Linked DNA regions of Mus musculus: region 2 is linked to region 1. Evidence: chromatin contacts called from public Hi-C data. All regions are on one chromosome and are shown on one strand. The core of a region is the stretch at or near the end of the contact, and the rest is flanking DNA. Distances in the headings are between cores, read along the strand shown. Region 1 overlaps Exoc4 (exocyst complex component 4). Region 2 has its middle 5.8 kb from the start of Gm32533.

Evidence for each region. Hi-C and Micro-C count contacts between places; a contact is called where the count stands out from the background.
Region 2: a Hi-C map of embryonic stem cells shows a contact between it and region 1, with 4 times the contacts expected there. The contact joins two enhancer-like sites. A contact is called at or near these places in 1 of 39 promoter capture datasets (cranial neural crest), 2 of 484 Hi-C or Micro-C datasets (the N1E-115 cell line and embryonic stem cells) and 1 of 115 datasets of contacts at active chromatin or transcription factors (embryonic stem cells).

What each region holds. Positions count from the first base shown.
Region 1 is chr6:33,768,492-33,771,243 of GRCm38.p6, forward strand. All of the region lies in intron 11 of Exoc4 (exocyst complex component 4), which reads left to right. Among named protein-coding and RNA genes, the nearest start is that of Gm13853, 220 kb to the right of the region's middle. Within about 2 kb of position 1,345, at least 19 of the 459 cell types and tissues checked have an H3K27ac peak or open chromatin away from gene starts, as enhancers often do. A contact at or near this core is called in embryonic stem cells, where this site is marked.
Region 2 is chr6:34,189,855-34,192,966 of GRCm38.p6, forward strand. No RefSeq gene overlaps it. Among named protein-coding and RNA genes, the nearest start is that of Gm32533, 5.8 kb to the right of the region's middle. Within about 2 kb of position 1,772, at least 11 of the 459 cell types and tissues checked have an H3K27ac peak or open chromatin away from gene starts, as enhancers often do. A contact at or near this core is called in embryonic stem cells, where this site is marked.

The DNA of each region.
Region 1 (2,752 bases), core at 95-2,594:
TTGCCTGAAATACATTTGACTTTATGTGCTAACAAAGGCATCTTCAGATTTATTTCTTTTCCTTAAATGTTAGAGAAGGGGAAGAGCATCTCAGAAAAAGAAACTGGGAAGAAAGCAAGCTGGCTCAACAGCCCAAGCAAATGATAGCTATCATTCTCAGGAGGGAATTGCTGATCTGGCAAGATTCCTGGTAGCAGCCAGATGAGTAGAGACAGAGAACTGCTGTACTTAGGGAATTTTCAAGGTTCTTATCCTAAGTAATTTTTGCCCTGTCTGTATGTTGCCATTCTGGCTTAGGGACATTCTAGTGAGAAAGTGAATAGAAACAAGACTATCTCCGCTTGAAAGTTAAATGACCCTTTAAAGATTAACCGTTCAAGGAAAGCAGCTGGTCTTCTTCATGCTTTTCAAGGTTCCTACTCAACTTGTCTGTACATAATATTAGTGTGAGCATCTACAGTGGGCTGGGGAAATCTGGTCCATTGCCTGTGACAAGAATAACAGAATTCAGTCGAGTAATTCCCCTGTGTTAAAAGGCTATTGAAACTAAATGTCAATATTTATTAAATCCTTGCTCTGTGCCAAACTTATGGTTTCATCTCTGAGTGTCTTGGGACAGATGGATAGGGAGTACCAGTTGTGATGGTTCAGAAGCCAGGCACTGTACAGGGTGAAGAGAGGCACTGGGGGCCTTAAGAATCAAGAGAAACATTGGGTAAGAAGGATTCTGCATTGTTGTTGGATGTGTGTATATGGAGAAGAAGGAGAAAGTGTCCTGAAAAGGGGACACAAGATTCTCGGTGATCTAAAAGGACAAAGTGTCTGTGCAGAAGTGGAAGGAGAATGAGAAACAAGGTTAGACACAGCACCCCAGAGGCCATCTTGAGCTTTACAGGGACCAGCTTCCTGTTGACGTTTGACAGGGAAACATGAAAGGCTTTAGGGAATGCAGATCCTCAAGGGCAAGCCCTTTGAAGAAGACTGTGACTTTAAAAGTCAGAGACCTGGCATCACAGAGGCAGCTGATGTAGGGACCTAGTCACACTGAGCTAGACTCTCCTATGAATGTTTTGTTTGCTGGAGACTGAAGCTTGAAACAAGGGCCTGAGAACTGCCTAAGATAGGTGAACGCAGGCTTAGTTGTTTGAGGTTACTCCTTTGATGGATTGCCGTAATTGGCCAAACAAACTCAACAAACTGATTTCCTGGAATTTACATTACAGGTTTTCATTCCTTTGCCACAAAGGCCTCACAGGCCAGAGCTCCTCACCATCTCTGCCCACAGGAGCCACCAGCATCCAGAGCACATCCGGGTTGCTGAAAGATTAAGCTGTACATTTCTCATTCAATTTCTCATTCATTCTTTTTAGACCCACACAAGCTCTGTCAGTTGGAAATCCTGCCCTGGGGAGTAGACAACCCACAGCTAGCTCATTAACAGGTTATCTGCGTCATTGTGTCCTTTTTAGACTGTGAATATTAGGAATAGTCTTTTGAGAAGAAAAAATCATCTCAGCTTCTATTTGGTTTCTCTTTCTTTTTTTTCCCCATCTCAATCTTCTTTTACCCCTCATGGTTACAGCTCTTCTCAAGATGGATGCCCTATCTGTAGAGTCCAGAATACCGTGGGTATTCACTTGCAAATATGTACAAATTCAAATTCAGATAACTGCACTTAAATGAGCAGTTCCCTACCTCTGCTCACTGGGTGGACCCAGCACTTCTCTCTGCCCGATTTCCACTATAAGAGCTTAATTGCTTTCCCCCTTTTATTCCAAGAGGCATTTCTGAATTGGTTGTCCTCTTGGCTATTTCAAGGTCAAGGCTGCCTATCAGGTACTTGCAGAAATGCTTTGGTGAATTTGTTTGCTGTGTTTCTATGGCTTTCAAAGCTATACCAGGGCAAGCAACCTGAACAGAGTAAGGGCTGAACTGTGCTAATTTCTTTCCATTTCCCAACCAAAGTTGCTCTTTTCTTTCATCCTTTCCAATTTTGCCATAGATCAGTAGAAATTTTTAGCACATAGTAGGTTCACACTGAATGAATAAATGGAATTGCCAGCAGTGTTGTCAAAAGATGTACAAAAGCAAACTCACATTATTTTTCAAGTGAGACACCATTATATTTTAAAATAAATTTTCTTTCTGAAATTTTCCTCACAGAAAAGATGTAAGGACAGTGCAGGTCTCCTGAGGTTTCTTGCTGTCCATAGCCATGGCAGTTTAATTTTTATTTTTTGATTGTTTATTTCTTTTTATTAATTTTTTCAATTTTTATGTAAGTATATATTAGTACACTAAGCATGTTCCCCCTGAAACCTCCTTCCCCGGCCTTTTCTTGTCCCCCTGATGGTGTCCTTTGTTCCCTTGGACACTTCTTTCATGTCGTATGTGCATACATGATAATGTATAGCATATAAAATCTAAGAGCTGCAAGTGAGAATATATGCAACGTTTGACTTTCTGAGACTGGCTTATGTCACTCTAATGTGATTATCTCCAGTTGCATCCACTTACCCACCAATGGCATTCATCTTTATGGCTGGAAACGTTCCTTTGTGCATATATACCACACGTTTATAAATCCATTCCTCTGTTGCTGAGTCCTACTTTGTTCCATCACTTAGTGGTTGTGAGTAATACTGCAGTGACTGTTGATGTGCATGTGTCTCAGTGCTATGTTGATTGCACAGTATGTAAATGCACAGAAGTGGTGTATATATACTTCACGTAGTGATGATGAGGTATCTTG
Region 2 (3,112 bases), core at 522-3,021, 420 kb after region 1:
ACTTGCCTCTCAGGAAGGGAGAGGCTAATTACCATTTTTAAAGGGGTGAAAGAAAAGGTCAGCTCTGCCAACAGTGGGCTTAAATAAACTTGCGTTGTTAACAAGTCCTACCCTTAAACTGTATAGAAAGTGTGTGCTTAGGAGATTCAGGGGCACCTCTGCCCCATTGCAGGACAGCCCCAGCTCGCAGGATCAATAAACCTCTTGCTTGTTTCATTGATCTCCATCTCTGTGTTTCTGTGAGTGGAACATCCCAGACGTAAGGCTCTTCAGGTCTTACAGGGTCAAGGATTGACACTTATGAGCTGACAGAGACCATTCTCACTATACATTATAGTCATCAACCAAAAGAAAGCAACACAGGCTTGCCCACGGGCCAGTCTGGTGAAAGTACTTTCTCAGTTGAGCTTCCCTCTTCCAAGATGACTCTAACTTGTGTAAAATAGACTTGAAACAGTCTGCACGACCATATCTTTGGGTAGTTATCCTAAGGCAGAGGTTCTCAACCTGTGGAACATGACCCCTTTGGGGATTGTATAGTCTATATTTTGCATAAAAGATACTTACCTTATGATTCATAACAGTAAAAAAAACTACAAGAAGGTTGAACAGCATATGAGATGCATTCAGATTTTGGTTGAAATTTATTTAATGATTAGGAGGATTAAACATCTGTTCATTTACTTATGAATCAAATATTGGTCACATACAGAAATATCTGTTCAAATTGTTCTTTGACTTTACATTTAGAAGCACAGTAAAGAACAAATTCTTTAGGTTGATGGTGTCTGAACTCTGATTAGTCTCTAAGCAGCAGAACTAAAAGGAGCAGGAGGCCGTCTCAGAACACCCTTCACTTGACACTTGCCCTAGTGTGTTAACCTTTTATGTTGATGAATCTTCTTATTTTTTCTTTGCTAAAAAAAAATCATAAATTTGCTCATAATTCAACAGTGCAAAGTCAAAAAGACATAAAAATGTAATAGGTTTGTCTTAGGGTTTTACTGCTGGGAGCAGACACCATGACCAAGGCAAGTCTTATAAACAACATTTAATTGGGGCTGGCTTACAGGTTCAGAGGTTCAGTCCATCATCATCAAGGTGCAAGCATGGCAGCATCCAGGCAGGCATGGTGCAGGCAGAGCTGAGTTCTACATCTTCATCTGAAGGCTGCTAGGAGAAGACTGGCTTCCAGGCAGCTAGGATTGGGGATCTTAAAGCCCATGTCCCAGAAACACACCTACTCCAACACATCTCCAAATAGTGCCACTCCCTGGGCCAAGCATATTCAAACCATGACAAGGTTAAAATTGTAAGCCCTTCCCTTGAAACTCAACAACTCAACTAACTACCTTCCTTACATACTTCTGCCGTTCCTGAGTTTTGTGCATTTCTCTCATTAGCTAATAGGCAGAGATACATTTTTTAAACACAAATATTTTTCCTTAATCTGTCTTGGAAACTGTTCCATATTAGCCTGGTGATGGTTCCATATTAGCCTGGTGATGGTGCCACCAGCTCCTTTGGCTTTCTAGACATCATCTTACCGTGTAGCCTTAGCTGGAACTTGCTGTGTGAACCAGACTAGGCTTGAATTGCAGCAAATCTTCTGGCAAGCCTCCTACCGACCTCTGTCTGCTGTGTGCTGGGATAACGGATGTGAGCCACCACACCAGGTCCCGCGTTTCTCTTCTTAACATCTGAAAGTGTTCGGTTCGTGGACGTGGCATCTTCTATTCAGCCACATCCAAGGTCTATTCTCTTGGATGTTTAGGCTCCCCAGTGTCTTGCCATAATGAATGCCAATATGTTGAATAGCACTGTATTCTTAAGCAAACTAAATGGGTGTGTCACCAGAAAATTTGGAGAATCCCAACTCAGCCTCCAAATGATACCAGGAAAGTGAGGGTCCCTTTTTGAGATTCTTAGTCTCATTAGTAACAGAGTTTAAGAATAGACTCTAATGGAAGATTGAGCCCAATTTATTAGAGTCTAAAAGGAAAAGCCTAGAGCAGGTAAACTGTCAATCTCACAGTTGCCTAGAGGTGGGGGGAGGGAGGGGAACGGAGGCATAGTATGGAAAAGAGAAGGAAAACAACAACAACCATATTGTTTGAAAAGAGGGGAACAGAGGTCAGTCACATGGTTGGAGGGGAGCTTTAGAGAAAGAGTAAGGAAGCCCAGAGTTGTGGAAAGCCGGTACGTGCTGCGAGCAATCGCATGTGTGCCGCCAGTAATCTCTGAGGAGAGCTGTGTGTGCCGCGAGCAATCGCCATTATAAGATGGCGTGGGCCTCCGCTGTGCCTAACTAGTAAACAAGCTTTGTACGCAGGTGCAAGAGTGAATTCACTCCTAGTCACTCCCATTCTCGGGGTGTAATAGTGGGGTGATGGGCAAGCAACGAATCGGGAGCTGTCACGCCATATCAGGTGCTGAAACGTCACGCTGCGGGTTATAAAAGCAGCGCCATTTTCCCGGTTCGGAATCTTCCTGAGAAGCAAGCAATAAAGCTTTTGCCGCGGAAGATTCTGGTTTGTTGCGTCTTTCTTGCCGGTCGAGCGGGACGCAATACAGAGTATTGAGGAGACCACAGTGGGCTCTGACCAGCATCCGAAAGAAAAAGACAGACGAGATGGGTGGGGTGGGGGAAGTGGGGATGGGAGTGGGGTGCAGACCCACAGGAACCTCACAGGGGCTCACAGGGTTGCCCCTAGTGTGGCAAAAATTCTGGGAAGAAAATCTATGTTATCCTCAGAGGAACCCTCCCACCTAGGGGGCGTTTCTGCCTTGTTAGATTAACTGGAGAAAAGGTCACTCCTCCACCTAGAGATAGAGTCCCGTGTTTTATTACAGCAGGGAGACAGCAAGCCATTTGTTAGCGGTAAAGCTAAGCGAAGTTAATCACCTCACCTATGTTTGTGTTCCTCACAAGTGTTAATAGCATTAATTCTCTCTCCTCTCTCCCTGCCCTTCTCCCTCTCCCTCTTCCCCTCACCCCCGTATGTGTGTGTGTCTGTGTGTATACATGTGTGGGCATATGGTGTGTGTGAGTGCACACATGTACCGCGGCATACTTGTGGAGGTCAGTGGCCAGCTCCAGGTGCCTGGATTC